Linked DNA regions of Mus musculus: regions 1, 2, 4 and 5 are each linked to region 3. The links are chromatin contacts, called in public HiChIP or PLAC-seq, capture Hi-C and promoter capture Hi-C maps. All regions are on one chromosome and are shown on one strand. Each heading gives the region's core, a stretch centred on a gene start, on an enhancer-like site or on the middle of the called end of the contact. The rest is flanking DNA. Distances are from core to core; before and after follow the strand shown.

The links. Promoter capture Hi-C pulls out the DNA fragments that hold promoters and counts their contacts. HiChIP or PLAC-seq counts read pairs in DNA pulled down with a chosen protein or histone mark. Capture Hi-C pulls out chosen DNA fragments and counts their contacts.
Region 1: a promoter capture Hi-C map of embryonic stem cells shows a contact between it and region 3, with 2.4 times the contacts expected there. The contact joins the promoter of Foxe1 here to the promoter of Anks6 in region 3. A contact is called at or near these places in 3 of 39 promoter capture datasets (embryonic stem cells, hippocampal neurons and pre-B cells) and 1 of 484 Hi-C or Micro-C datasets (B cells).
Region 2: a contact with region 3 is called in a capture Hi-C map of macrophages, with 2.3 times the contacts expected there. The contact joins the promoter of Trim14 here to the promoter of Anks6 in region 3. A contact is called at or near these places in 3 of 39 promoter capture datasets (3T3-L1-derived adipocytes, hippocampal neurons and liver), 8 of 484 Hi-C or Micro-C datasets (B cells, the BV-2 cell line, the G1E-ER4 cell line and 5 more), 5 of 115 datasets of contacts at active chromatin or transcription factors (T-cell acute lymphoblastic leukemia, bone marrow-derived macrophages, embryonic midbrain and 2 more) and 1 of 9 other capture datasets (macrophages).
Region 4: a FOXA1 HiChIP or PLAC-seq map of pancreatic cancer cells shows a contact between it and region 3. The contact joins the promoter of Trmo here to the promoter of Anks6 in region 3. A contact is called at or near these places in 4 of 39 promoter capture datasets (embryonic stem cells, hippocampal neurons, liver and 1 more), 2 of 484 Hi-C or Micro-C datasets (cerebellum and olfactory sensory neurons), 2 of 115 datasets of contacts at active chromatin or transcription factors (large pre-B cells and pancreatic cancer cells) and 2 of 9 other capture datasets (adipose tissue and liver).
Region 5: a contact with region 3 is called in a promoter capture Hi-C map of hippocampal neurons, with 4 times the contacts expected there. The contact joins the promoter of Anp32b here to the promoter of Anks6 in region 3. A contact is called at or near these places in 3 of 39 promoter capture datasets (hippocampal neurons, liver and pre-B cells) and 1 of 9 other capture datasets (adipose tissue).

What each region holds. Positions count from the first base shown.
Region 1 is chr4:46,342,379-46,345,078 of GRCm38.p6, reverse strand. Foxe1 (forkhead box E1) reads right to left here and starts at 1,435. Exons shown (of 1, transcript NM_183298.2): 1 at 1-1,435. The coding sequence starts at 885. It overlaps Gm12446 (predicted gene 12446), which reads left to right and starts at 1,598. Exons shown (of 6, transcript NR_165272.1): 1 at 1,598-1,740.
Region 2 is chr4:46,534,781-46,537,480 of GRCm38.p6, reverse strand. It overlaps Trim14 (tripartite motif-containing 14), which reads left to right and starts at 1,340. Exons shown (of 6, transcript NM_029077.4): 1 at 1,340-1,601. The coding sequence starts at 1,401. Coro2a (coronin, actin binding protein 2A) reads left to right here. Exons shown (of 12, transcript NM_001164804.1): 12 at 1-544. It overlaps Gm16731 (predicted gene, 16731), which reads right to left and starts at 1,580. Exons shown (of 4, transcript NR_151695.1): 1 at 1,418-1,580; 2 at 158-310.
Region 3 is chr4:47,056,009-47,058,708 of GRCm38.p6, reverse strand. It overlaps Anks6 (ankyrin repeat and sterile alpha motif domain containing 6), which reads left to right and starts at 1,403. Exons shown (of 16, transcript NM_001356426.1): 1 at 1,403-1,760. The coding sequence starts at 1,429.
Region 4 is chr4:46,388,133-46,390,832 of GRCm38.p6, reverse strand. It overlaps Trmo (tRNA methyltransferase O), which reads left to right and starts at 1,396. Exons shown (of 5, transcript NM_001347095.1): 1 at 1,396-1,515. The coding sequence starts at 1,440.
Region 5 is chr4:46,449,513-46,452,212 of GRCm38.p6, reverse strand. Anp32b (acidic (leucine-rich) nuclear phosphoprotein 32 family, member B) reads right to left here and starts at 1,287. Exons shown (of 7, transcript NM_130889.3): 1 at 864-1,287. The coding sequence starts at 917.

The DNA.
Region 1 (2,700 bases), core at 186-2,685, 710 kb after region 3:
AGCGGCGAAGAGCGCACTGCTCGCTCCTTGCGGGTACGCGCCGTCGGGGCCCGCGTAGGCGGCGGCATAGGCGGCGGGGTTGACCGGCCGCGCTCCGGTGCACACCGCCGGCTGGAAGCTCCCGGTGCCCGCCGCGCCCGCCGCAGCCGCGAAGGCGCACGAGCCGCCGGCCGCTGACGGCGCGGGGCCCAGATCGGGGCTGAGCGGCCGCTCGGGAACCAAGCCGAAGACCCGGCAGGGCCCCGGCGACGCGGCGGGGTAGTAGACCGGCGGAGGCGCGGCGAGTGGCGGCGCGTAGCCCGCATAGACGGCGCCCGGGTAAGCCGGCCTTGCGGCAGGCACGGCGCCCGGGAAGATGGCGGCAGCGGCAGCGGCGGCGGCAGCGGCTGCATCGTGCATGTAGGCCGGGTAGGTGGACAGGTCCGAGCGCTTGAAGCGCTTGCGGCGGCGCAGGAAGCTGCCGCTTTCGAACATGTCCTCGGCGTTGGGGTCGAGCGCCCAGTAATTGCCCTTGCCCGGGCGGCCCGCCTCGCGCGGGATCTTGAGGAAGCAGTCGTTGAGGGTGAGGTTGTGGCGGATGCTGTTCTGCCACTTCTTGGGGTTGTCGCGGTAGAACGGGAAGCGCTCGGTGATGAACTTGTAGATGCCGCCCAGAGTCAGGCGGCGCTCGGGCGCGTGCGCGATGGCCATAGCGATGAGCGCGATGTAGCTGTAGGGCGGCTTCCCCCGCTGCAGGGGGCGCTTGCGTCGCCGTCCTCCCGCGCCGCGACCCGCAGCCTCCGCCGGGACCCCCGCGCCCGCCGCCGCCGCCTCACCGCGCTCTTCCTTCACGGCCGCCAGCGTCTCGGGCTGCGGCGGGGGAGGCGGCGCGCTCTCGGCCGTCATGGCGCCGCGGTCCCTCCCCCCCGTACCCCCCGTCGTCTTCAGCTGTAGACGACCGCTCTGGCCGCAATCCCGATCCCACGGGAGCCGACGCCGGGGCTTTGCAGCGGGCACCGAGAGCGCTGAGGGCAGGGAACTTCGGGGTCTGGAGCGCTGAGTCCACCGACGGCTCCTGTGGGGCACCGGCCAGAGGATCCTTGGCGCTCTGGTGCCAGGCGATCAAGGGGTCCGGACGTGGCTCGAAGGCCGGGGTGGCGGCAGCTGTTTGGGAGTCCCTGCGGGTCTGAGGATGACCGTCGAGGCGGTGCGCGTAGAGGAGGCTGCAGGCTGGGGTCTCGTGCCAGGGCCTTCAGTGGGGGCACCGTACACCCCTGCAGGGGCCGCCCATGCCGCACCCCTACGGTGGAAGGTACAACCCAAGCGGAGGGCAGAGAGGCGAGACGGGCGAGCGGGCCGGGCCAGGTGGCGAGCAAGTGCTCCGTTCTGCGGCTCTGAACTCCAGCACGGAGTCCGGCCGGCGAGGCGCTCTCCTGCACACACCTGGGCCAGCTCCTCCCTCCGCTGGCTTCTCCTCCTTAAAGGCGCCAGCAAACGCGGGGCGTAGCCGCTTCCCTGCCCGCCCCCCCCCACTCCCCCCTTCCCCACCCCCGCGACGGGCACACCTCCCCAGGTAGCGGCTGGAGTCCCAAAACGTCAGAGCGGGGAGGGCGCCTGGAGATTCGGGGGCTGGCCCCCTCTGCGCGCCAAGCGGGAGACTGAGACTCCAGGAGCTCGGCCCAGCGCTCCTGAATCGGTCTTTGCGGAAAAGTTGTGTCTCACGTGGAAAGAGGGCTCATGGCATTTTCTTGTTCAGAGAGGGTAAGAACTGGACTAAAGTGGGGCGCGTTTAATTCTTGGGATGCCTTCCAAATCCAGGTTTAGGCTACCTGGCCCAATCTCTGGTGCAATTCATTTTCAGACAAGGATTCCCAGGTCTACAGCAACTTTGCTGCCCTCCGGTGCCTGCAGCCTGCGTCTGTTTTAGAGTAAGCTTTTCAGTTCGTGGTGAGGTAGTGCCACAGGGAGTCGCTTTACCAGGTTCCTGGTCTGTCCCGAAGTTTTGTATCTCAAGAGGTGTTTAGGGAAAGCCTCCTCGCCGCATCAGGGTCCTTAGGTGGCTTGGGACCCTTTTCTATATGCAGGAGAATGCCTGGTTAGCGAAGACTTGGCTCCTGCTGTCTGCAGTCGCCGCCTCTCAACCCCTCCACTACCACGGGGCCAGAGAGGGCCAGCCGCCTCTAGAGGTCTGAGTGAAGACTTGGGAGAGGATGCTGCAGTCAGTGCACAACTCTACTGGTGTATGCGTGTGTGTGCGTGCGTGCGTGCGCGCGCGCGCGCGCGCGCGTGTGTGTGTGTGTGTGTGTGTGTGTGTGTGTGTGTGTAGACTGTTCCAAAATGTCCGATTTCTGCCTTCCTCTGGCAGGATTCGGTGCTAGAGAGGGACTCCCAGCGGCGCAGCCCCACCTGCCTGGTTCGCTTTCTGGCCACTTTTGGAACTGGTTACGTTAGATTCCCAACTCAGGAATCTAAGATTTGGTTCTTAAGATCCTCACGGTGAAGCCAGTACCTTTCCTGAGCATGGGAATTGTGTAAGGAGCCGGACTGGAAAGAGACACACTGTGGAGGGTTCAGGTCTAACGTGGGTGGCCCAGCCTTCTGGTTTTATTGCGTTCTTCTTCAGTGAGCACTGGGTGGCTGCCTTTGAAAGAAAGAGGCAGAGAGCACAGATCCTCTCTCCTGCAGTCGACCTTGCTTGAAGACCTTCCCCAGCTCCTTGAA
Region 2 (2,700 bases), core at 91-2,590, 520 kb after region 3:
TTGGGCTAATGGAGCAACACTGCCCCCTGACACAGTGACCACCCAAGCAGCAAAGCCGCCCTCGGCTCCTTCCTTCTTGCCTTGGGAGCTTTCTTTCTGATGACTCAGGAACTTTGTGTGAATGAGGGAGAACGCTTGGAGATGAGCTTGTACCCACCTTAGCTCTACAATAATTCTGCTTCCTAGAACAAAACTTGAGGTTGTATCCCAGAGGGAAACGGGAATCAAGATACGGACCTATGCTTTTCATATGAAACCGTGCCTGAAGCCGTTTGAGTGATTGTTTGAATGTTTCTTAAATTCCTTGTACCTTTGTAAAAAAGTAAATAAAAAAATAATTAAGAAATAAAAGTTAAAATAGACACAGAATCGTGCAATGTAAGAATATGACAATCTACTGTGGGTGGTAATTCCTGCCTGTAATCCCAGTTCATGGAAGGCTGAGGCAGGAAGATTGAAAATTCCAGACCAGCTTGGGCAAAGGAGTCTAAGACTCTGCCTCAACCAAAATAATAATAAATAATAACACCAGACTCGATATTGCAATGCTTGGCGATTTCCTTTTTGTTAATTCGTTCTACAAGTACCAATTTAGCACTAGGTGTCTGGACCAGATGATACCGGACCAGGTTGGCAAACTGGTCAGTAAGGTCCGAATACCCTTGAAGTGCTTCCACTTGTGTTTGAGAGAATTCGTGAGGGGCAGGATGGGGCAGGGTGGTCAGGCGGCTGTGGGTGGAGAATGGACGCTTCCTGAAGAAGGAGATAAGCCACACCTCCATGTGATTGGGGGACAGTGAGCAGCAGCTATACCTTAAGCAAGAACTGCAAAATGCCCCGGCTAGAAACAGGGTGGGTCATTCACCCATCAAGGCAAGAGAAATCAGAACATCTTCAGGGCCTGGGGCTTTGAAGTTTTAGCCTGAAGATAATTGGGGCTTCTTGGAAGTATGTTCCAACTTCACCCCCACCTGCCCCCACATGGCTGACCATAGGGAGGAAGCACTACAGGAAAAGAACAAAATGAGGTGTAGAAAATGTAGGCCCTCTGGGCAGGCCACACCACCTACTACGCACCTCCGCAGTTTGCCAGAAGCCCAACATCATCAACAAGCGGGAAGCCAACCTTCCAGTGAGCCCATCAGTGCAAGCACCCGCGTTCCTATCTATAGTGACCTCCTCCTCCTCAAGGTGAGAAAGAGTGGAAGGATGCTGTGCCGCGGATCCAGCACTAGGTGGGACCAAGCATCAACTCTCCAGCAGGTCATCGCCCCTCCAGTTTGCCACTGGGAGCTGGGTCGCCCGCCCCGCCCCGCCCCGCCCCTCCCCGAGCAAGGTTTCGATTTCTGCACCAACCCAACCCGACCACACTGCACAGAGAACAGCGGTTGCCACTGAGAATGGCGAGCGAGACTACCGAGGCGCGGGCGCCCTTTCAGCCCGACGGGGCGTATGGCTGGCGCTGTCCGGAGCACAGCGAACGCCCGGCTGAGCTCTTCTGTCGCCGCTGCGGCCGCTGTGTGTGCGCGCTCTGCCCGGTTCTGGGTGCGCACCGCGGCCACCCGGTGGGCCTGGCCGAGGAGGAGGCTGTGCGTGTGCAGGTGGGAAGCCGCGAGGGCGTGCACCGCAGGTCTGGGCGGGCGGAGATTGAGCACAAGAGTAACCGTCAAAGGAGGGTCAAATCCCGTTAGGACAGGGAAACTAAAGGGGGACCCTGAGGTCCTCTAGATAGTAGACAGTAGGATCGGGAGGCAGAACCCTATGGAAGTGCAAAAGTTGCTCAAACCACCAGCGAAGCTTCCCAAGATTGGCTTGGGGTACAGGAGGCTCAAGCTGGTTAGTACTCACACGTTCTTTACCGCTTCTGCTAGGGCAACTCCCCAACCAGAGTCAAGGACGCGGGAGGGACGTTCGCCTAACAGAGCACAGGGGAGGATGAAGTTGGAAAATTGGGAGTTTACAGCCAACCTGTGATATGTAGAGAGACTATCTCAAAAGACCAGATTGTAGAAAAAGAAAACTGTATGTATGCGTGTGTTCCATGAAGCCTGGAAATGTCTCTGGACCCTGGAGTTCATAAAAGGCCATTCTGAACTGGGACCTGATGGCCTATGTTGTTTTGCTAAGTCAATAAGGTCCCTCTTCCTGCCTTGAATCCGGCTCCTCCCCCTATGCAAATACACCACTGTCCCCTCTCCCACCCCACCCACGGAAGAGGCTTGTTAATCACAGCCTTATCTTCTATAGATAACGAGAAAGCAGGACCCCCAGCCGGCTGCCCTGGCTCTGCAGAATCTATTCTCCTCTCTGCATTTGAGGAAGGCAAGCTAGCCAGAACCTTCTGAACCCCCGGGGCTGATTTTATGTTTATCTCCAAGAAGTCTTTGTAATTCTGCCCAAAGCACCTTCCTTTCTGCTCTCTCCTGACTTAACCACCCTTGACAAGACTACAACTCCAATCTGAATTGGGCCTGAGGGAGGACAGTCTGACTAGTGGAGTCCTGCCCCTGCTTCCAGAACCATCCTTCAGCAACTGTGAAATGACTGCTAATAAGGATCCTCAAATGCTGCTACTCGGAGACCCAAGGCTATGCGTCAACCTAGGCACCCTTCCTCTGTCTATCCACAGAGCCATTCCTTCATCAAGCACATACTCAGCACTCAGCGCCATGGCTTGTACCGTGAGCCAAGTCAGAAATC
Region 3 (2,700 bases), core at 154-2,653:
CTCACTATGCAGACCACGCTGGCCTCAAATTCATAGAGACCTGTCTGCCTCTGCTTCCCAATGCTGTAATTAAAGGCATGCACCACCATAGCTGACATATTTATTTATTGTGTGTGTGCCTGTGCATGCCATACAACAAATGTGGAAGTCAGGGGACACTTTCAATAACTGTCCTCAGACCTAACAGTTACGCTGTTATCATGACACACTGTTGGGACATGTAACAGCCTTGCCTTGTATGTCTGGCTTCTTGCTGGGTTTGGGCGGGCACTACTAACCATCTAGGGAAACCAGTTGTCTCTTCCTATGGAAGTGTCCATGCTGTAAGGACACATATGCTGTGAACTGCGTCTTGCTTTCTGCTTAATTAGCTTCTTTTCCCCAAAATGTCCTCATGGCTTACTCTCTTCCTTAAGGTTTTTGCAAGTGTTATATTTTCAGTAATTCTCTTGTTGGCTCAATTATGAAACAATGCTCCACCTTCTACCCGATTTTGCTTGGATTCATGTTCCGTTTACTGTGTCAACAGCACTCAACTACCATTCAGCAGCCAAGTTTATTACCACAGCATATCTTTATAGCCTGTATGGGTGGGTCAGATCCTAGAAGGCAGAGATGCTATCTTGCAAACGTTCGCGGCACGAAGAGCTGTGCCTGGCACTAACAGGCATCCAATACATACTTGTTGAGTCCGGAAAGAGAGATGAACTTGATGTCAGAAGACCTGAGTCCTAGCCACAGCAGCGCCTGCAGATCTGTGCAGACTATAGCAACATACAACCTTCCCGGTCACTCGTCTACTGTAGATTGGAATAATCATCTGAAACTCTAGGGTGGCTACAAGGACTGCCCTGGGGACCAGTCGGTGGTTCCTACTGTTTGTGTGATATACAGGAGGGCTTGGGACCAGAACAGTTGCTGGTCCCACACTGAGTTTCCGACAGTGGGTCTGGGGTGTGGCTAGAAAAATCTCTATCTGTAACATGTAAGTTACTGCGGTAGTGGTGACCCCCCCCCCCCCCTGTCAAAAACAAGAGATAGATGGGCGGGTAGCTTGACACAGATGAAGAACTCAGCACTGCAGGGCTGCTCCGGCAAACGACGGGGCTGACCCATTCGTCCCGATTCAGCCTGCGACTGTTTAGGGAGCGCTAGTGAAATGCGGGCCGGTCTGGGGTCGGTAGAGATGCGAGATGAGTTCTAAGCTAGGCCCAGAGGTCGGATTCAGTAGGAACGAACAGGAAGACTGAAGAGTGACCGCACAGTCACAGGCCCACCCTCCAAGGCGGGAGGCGGGCCCTGCGCGCGCGTACCCATCAGGCGCGACCCCGGAGGCGCGCGCGCACCCAGGGGGCGGGCCTGCGGACGGCGGGCACGCGCGCGGCCCCGGGGTGGGAGCGGGCGGCGGCGCGGAGCGGGCGGTCAGCGATGGGCGAGGGCGCGCTGGCCCCCGGCCTGCAGCTGCTGCTCCGCGCCTGCGAGCAGGGTGACACCGACACGGCGCGGCGCCTGCTGGAGCCAGGCGCGGACCCGGTCGCGGGGCCCGAGGCGGGAGCGGAGCCGGCAGGGCCCGAGGCGGTCCGGGCAGCGGAGGCCGGGGCGCCGGTGCCGGTGGACTGTTCCGATGAGGCGGGCAACTCGGCGCTGCAGCTGGCGGCGGCCGGTGGCCACGAGCCACTCGTAAGGTTCCTGCTGCGCCGCGGAGCCTCGGTCAACAGCCGCAACCACTACGGCTGGAGCGCGCTCATGCAGGCGGCCAGGTGAGCGGGGACCGGGAAGGAGAGAGTCCGGGACTCGTGAGAGTGCGAATGGCAGACTTGGAGCTTTGCCTTTTGGTCATCTGTATGATGGAAATAAAAGGGCGGTTTCAGAAACACAAGATTAGGGATGTTAGAAACTTTGGCTTCTGAACAGTGTGGAGGCTGCGGAGTGCATCTTCTAGACGTTCATTCATTCCGTTTTGCATCAAGGGTCTCCTAAGAATCTGTCTACTCACCCTGGCTTTGGGGGTTGACCGAATAGATAACTGGGATCCAATTAAGTCCCTATTTTGGGGATATGAGTGGGGTGGGTGGGTAAATAAAGTAGCATTCTTGATCTGGAAGGTCTGACAGTAGTAGCTGACCCAGTTGGAGGAATAGAGGCGATTTTTAGTGGAAATGAGGTGTTAAGACTCGAGGATTTGTAAGAGTTATCCAGGACCGGAAAACGAGGAAGCGAGGGAGAACAAGCACACTGCAGACACATAGTGATGAAAGGTGGTCAGACAACTGGGAGGATGCTGCGACCCAGAGGGGGCTGGAGACAAGCCCACCATTGGAGGAAGAAAGTAGGTGCCAGATTGGGGCTGAACAGAAACCCACAATCTAAGGATGATCAGGAGTGTGGAAGGCACAGGGCACTGTGACCGGAACAGACTTTTGTTTCGGGTAAGTTACATTCAGCACCTGTGAGAATAGGCAGAGAGATGGGCCAGAGTCAGGAAGGCTGGCTAGGAAGACAGCAGCCAAGGAAGAGACAATTAGTGGCCTGGATAAACCTGAAGTTGATCCTCGTGGTTGTGTGACCCTGCGAAGGGGTTGGGAGAGGCAGCAAAATCCATCTCTAGATTTCTGACTCGTATAAATATACTGAGCTGTAAAAAAACAAGAAAAGAGACAATGCTTGTTTTGTTTTTAGATTTGTTTTTATTTTATGTGT
Region 4 (2,700 bases), core at 147-2,646, 670 kb after region 3:
TGCTGAGCCATCGCTCCAGCTCCTTTTGCTCCGCTATTTTTAATGACAGATTCCTAGGTCTAGTATCTCCAAGTCTACTTGGTTTTGAGTCTCAGTGGTTGGCAGAGTTGGGAATTAGACGCAGTGAGTGGCAGATCTTGATGGAGGGCAAGCCCCTTTCACTTTTGACTGTCTTATTAACAGCGCCGACTAGTGGCAACTGCAGCTTAGCCCATTTTTACAGCGTGTACGTGTTGCCCAAAGGCACACAAACTTGTTTCTCCAGCTAGACAACAACTCTATCTTCTACAAGAAAAAGGGGGGTAAAAAACTTTTGGAAATTTCATGGACAAAACTGACAGAGGGCACAGTATCAGTTTTAACTTAAGAATTCACAACTTTCTCTCAAAAACCTGTCTCCTAATACTGATTATTTCCTACTAGGGACTTGTTTAGTCAGTGACAACAAACACTTGGAAACAGCTTTTCACGGTTAAGCCTTTAATCCGTGGATTCGCATTTTTTAATATTTTATATTACAGGTAATGTCAGGTGGATTCCCCCCTCTCTTCGAAACCAACAAGATTTTGAAATCCCCAAACATAATCATGTATGCAAAGAGTTTGGGTTAAAGAATCTTTTTTTGGGGGGGAGGGGCGGTTAAAGAATCTTACAAGTGGCTAAAGAGCAGGCAATTGGAGCAGGGAGAGAAAATACGGTTTTTGCTGGCTCTTCATCCTTATTTCGGTTCCAGTGGTTTGGAGCACAAACGTTCTCACTTAATAACTTCTAGCCTAGCTTGCTTGTAACACCTACCATTCTTGATTTTCTTGCCCTTTTCCGACAAATAGTTATTACTTAAAAAGTGGAGGGGAGTGATAAATATAACACGTATGCCCACGTCCAAGGGAAATTTTAAACATTTAACGTCCAGCTCTTGGGCCGCTAGTTGGCTCAGCGAGTAAAGGAACCGGCTAACACGACCTGACTTTGATCCTGGGAGCTACGCGGCCATGAGGAGTATCGGCTCCGGCATTTTGTCATTTGACTTTGACATGCTCCCGCGCACACAATAAATGGAAAAAAAAAAGTCCCAAACTCCAGTTCTTTTGCTATGTGATCATAGATGGACATTCACATCCTTTCCCTTTAAACTCAAGGTTATTTTTGGTCACCGAGGCCGCTTATAATTCAAGGGTATCTTTGCGTGTACATCTTTATCCACATGTCCCACCTTCGGAGGGTATGGTGCAGGCTGTCGCGAGGCCGCCATCGCCGCGTGGTGGGTGAATGATGGGCCTCACGGCGTCCGGGAACCCACCCTCCACGCGGCAGCTCGGCCGCCATTGAGCGCGTTCTCCAAGACCCGGCACCTAGCGACAACTGCGCAGGCGCCAAAGCCTAACGCGCGGAAGCGGAAATCAGCGTTGGGCGCGCGGACGACTCAGCGGCCTGTAACCATGCGCGGCTTGGAGAAGCAGGGCTCGTGTGCTACGGCGGCCCCATGTGGGTGCGTTCAGCCGGCCCTGGAGGCAGGTAACGTTATGGAAAAAGGTGGCGCCGCACCCTAAGCTAGGCGGCCCGCTTCCCTGGCCAGAAGAACGCGAGCCACCTGACGTACATTCTTGTCCTTGCCGCCAAAGTAAGGGTCACGTGTCTCGACGACCACGTGACATGCTAAGGCTAACGGGAGTGACGTATTAGGATCTTGGTACACGGGGTGTGGTCTGGGCTTAGTTTCAGTACAGTAGCTGCGTCGGCCACGTGTGTAGTGTGGTCTTTTTCCGTAGGGGGTTACAGGAAGGTGGGATGTGTGTGACTGATGCCCTCATTTGGTCCAAGTTTCTTCGCCTTTAATCTTTTCCCACCAGTACATGGATGAGGATTTAAAAACAAAACCCCCAAACAAACAAAAACTATACAGTAGTAATTGTAAATATTCTTGGAGAAAACGTCAAAGTTGTCAGAAGCGCACACAATATAGATGGAGAGAGAAAGGCAGTTTATATAGATAATTTACAGGGTGGTGTCAGCTTTTATAGAATTCAAAATGTATTGTTTAGGCTCGAAAGTACATATGATAAGATCTCTTTCTGAAAGGAAGTAAACGATGATAAAGATCAGATTGCAGCTCCTGGAAGCAGTCGACAGAGATGCAAGAAGTGGCACTGAGGTCTTTGGAGTGGCTGGCAGGTGTATTATGCTTTAACTTACATACATACTATATGTGTATGTATGTATATATATATATATATATATATATATATATATATATATATATATATTCTTTTCCCCCCTCTGTATAAGAGTATTTTTGTCTCCACACTCCTACCCTGGAGACAGGATTTTTCTGTGAAGCCCCGGCTGGCCTGTGCTCACTCTGTAGACCAGGCTGTCCTCTTGTTGGTTTAGAGCTTTGAGGTAATGAATTAGAACCTCTAAGAATCTCCACTTTGTGCTGCCCTCTTCTTGTGGCAGGAAGGGTTCTGGGTATACCTGAGCTACACCTAAAGACTTTAAAAAAAAAAAAATTGTGTGTTCGTAGCTCTGGCTTACCTCCAACTCAGGGATCTGCCTGCCTCTGTCTCCCAAGGATTTAAAATAGGTCTAATACATCACAACAGTAAAAAGAGTTTGTATAAGCAAAAAGCAAGGAAACATATTGTGAGAGTTAGTGCTAGATCTTACTGGTTGTGCTAATAAGATATAATAGGATAGATA
Region 5 (2,700 bases), core at 38-2,537, 610 kb after region 3:
GAGGAAGACGGCGCCCGCCAACATGGCGCTGTGGCGCGCCCCGGCTGGCGCGCGGAGCCGCCGGCCGCCCACACCGAGGGGCCGGCCTCCCTCTCGGGCAAGGCCCCGGGCGGCGGCGCGGGGGAGGGCGAAGCCACCGCGGCGGTGACGGTGCCGGGCCGGCTGGCCCGGGGAGCCCGCGTGGGCAAGGCCGAGGGCGAAGGCGAGCCGGGCAAAGGAGGGGCAAAGTTGGATTTTTTTAGGCTTGAAAAAATGGCGGGAAGCGCATCCTTTTTTCAAACTTGGCCTCGGGAGGGGCGGCGGTTGCGCCACCTCCGCCGCCAGGCCCGCCCCTCCCCCGTTCCGCGCCAGGCCGCGCCCGAGGGGGGCTCCGCGCCCCCCTCAGGGACCCGAACACCCTCCTCGGCGGCGAGGCCCTGTCGGCCGCGGGGCGCATGGAACCCGGCCCGGCCCCGCGGCGGGCCTGGCGGCGGCGCGGCGCCTCGGCAGGCCCGGCCTCCGCCCGGCCGCGCATCCCGGGAGGCTGCAAACATGGCTCCCAGCGTTACACAACCCCCGCGCCCGCCCTCGCCGCCGGCCACACGCGCGAGCGCTCCCTCCGGGAGAGGACCGGGCGGGCGAGCGGCTCAAAGTTTGCTTCTCCACCCGCCGTCCTCCCCGTGGCCGCGGGGGCCCGCGGGCGCCAAAGAGTTAAAGCCCGCGCGCTCGCTCCCCCCTCCGCGCCTTCCGCCCGCCTTCCCTGTCCCCGTCCGAGCTGCGAGCAGCGCCTTCCCCGCGCCGCGGCCGGAGCCCGGTGGCCCGCAGGTGGCCACCATTACTTGCAAGTCATCGGGGGGCGCGGGCGCCCGAGGGGTTCTGCTTACGGCTGCCGGGGTCCGGTTCCTCAGCTCCAGGTGGATCCTCCTCTTCATATCCATGTTCCCCTCGTCCCCCCTCTCCAAACTTAACTTTCCGCGGCGGGGGCGGAGGGGGGAGAGGCGACCCGGCCTGCGCGGCGAGGGCCGTCGGAGGGAGGCGGCTGGAGGAGGCGGCGGCGTGGTCCCCGGGCGGCGTGCGGGCGTGCGGGCGAGCGGAGCCCCCGGAGCCAAGTTACTCGCGGGAGCGGAGAGAAACCATGGAGGGAAAAGGGGGCTGGAGCGCGGCTCTGGCCTCACTACCGCCGCCCCCGGCCAAGGCCCCGCACTGCGCTTAAACCGGCGACGCGACGCGGCGGCTGCTCGGCTCCACTCGGCCCTGCGCGGCGCCGCTCGGCTCGGGAGCCCGGGCTGCAGCGCGGACTTGGGAGGCGCACGGAGGGCGGGGCGGGACCCGCCTTAAGCTCAGCCCGGACTGCGGCGCCGCCTCCCGGGTCGCGCGCGCCTCCTGGCCCTCGGGTCGCACGTGGGCTGGCTGATGTAAGACCTTCCGGTGCCGGGACCCCCGCCCCCACCCCCACCGGCACCCGCGCTCTCCTGGAGGTCGACGGGCAGGCTCAGCCTCGCGCCTTCTTCCGGGCTCTCCCGGACCCAATTTCGCCTGAGCCTTCGGGCGCCCTCAGAGGCTGTGGCTTTGGGGTTCACCCTGTTCCTCCCAGTTTTGAGGCCCATAGCCCGACCTCGCTGCCTTTAGGTCCAGTGATGTTAGAAGTGCCATCGAGGACCCTGGTGAGGCTGTGCTCGCTTCCCCGCCGTGTTGTACTAAAACATCAGCAGGGGCAGGCAGCTCCAGCCTCTTGCCCAAGCCACGCCGCATCTGAGCATCCCCAGTTCAGGAAACTTTCCCCTTGGCACGTGTTTGTTTTTAAAAATAAAAAATTTAATATACTTTAGAACTTTATCAGTACTTAAACTACAAACTAGCCAAGGAGACAGAAAACAACTATACATAAACACTGTTTTTAAACATGTGAGCCACTAGTGAAGGAAACCATTAGTAATTTTAATGACGCCTCAGTCCCCACCTTCTGACTTTTATCTCTTGGGGCACCCGTGGAAGATGTATACATTCTTGGTCACCATTAAGTTGAGTCCTGGGTTGGCAGCCTTTGTCAAAGTCTAATTTTAAGGGTCCCTGGATTTAAAGCACACGGCGTTGTGTTAAATGAGGAGCCTACCTCTGATATTAACCAGAGGCACTAAAGATTACTGTTTACTGGAGAAAAACATCATCTAGGTATTACCCTAAGATTTTAGTGCAAGAAGCCTCTTCCTATCATCCCATTTTGCCTTAGAGGCCCAAACTTTTAAATGATTATATATCAGATTCAGAAATAATAATTCAAGAGAAAAGAAGATGTGTAGGTTATGGGGGAAAGGTGAATAGTTATAGGTGTAGATTCACTCATAATTCCGTGGTAGTCTGGAAGGCTAAGACAGGAGAATGTGGGGAAAGGAAGGGAGTGCTGTGCTCCTTGTCACAAAAGATCTCCAACTATTACCTGATAGGCTTCACTGAGCTATGCAAAAAGCTTTTCAAAAAAAAAAAAAAAAAATCTACTGAAGCGCTTCCATAATCAATCACCGAGCATTGGCTTTTAAGAGCTTGCGCTGTTATGTCCCATTTAACTTTCAGGCAACCCCTATGAAGTTGGTGATATCTTAATTGAAAAAAAATGAGGAATTAAGGTTTAATCATCACCAGTAGCCCAACAAAGTTAAGCTTTATAGGTCTGGTTCAAATCTGCCATATTTTTGCTCCACCCTGGTCTAGAGTGAGTCACCG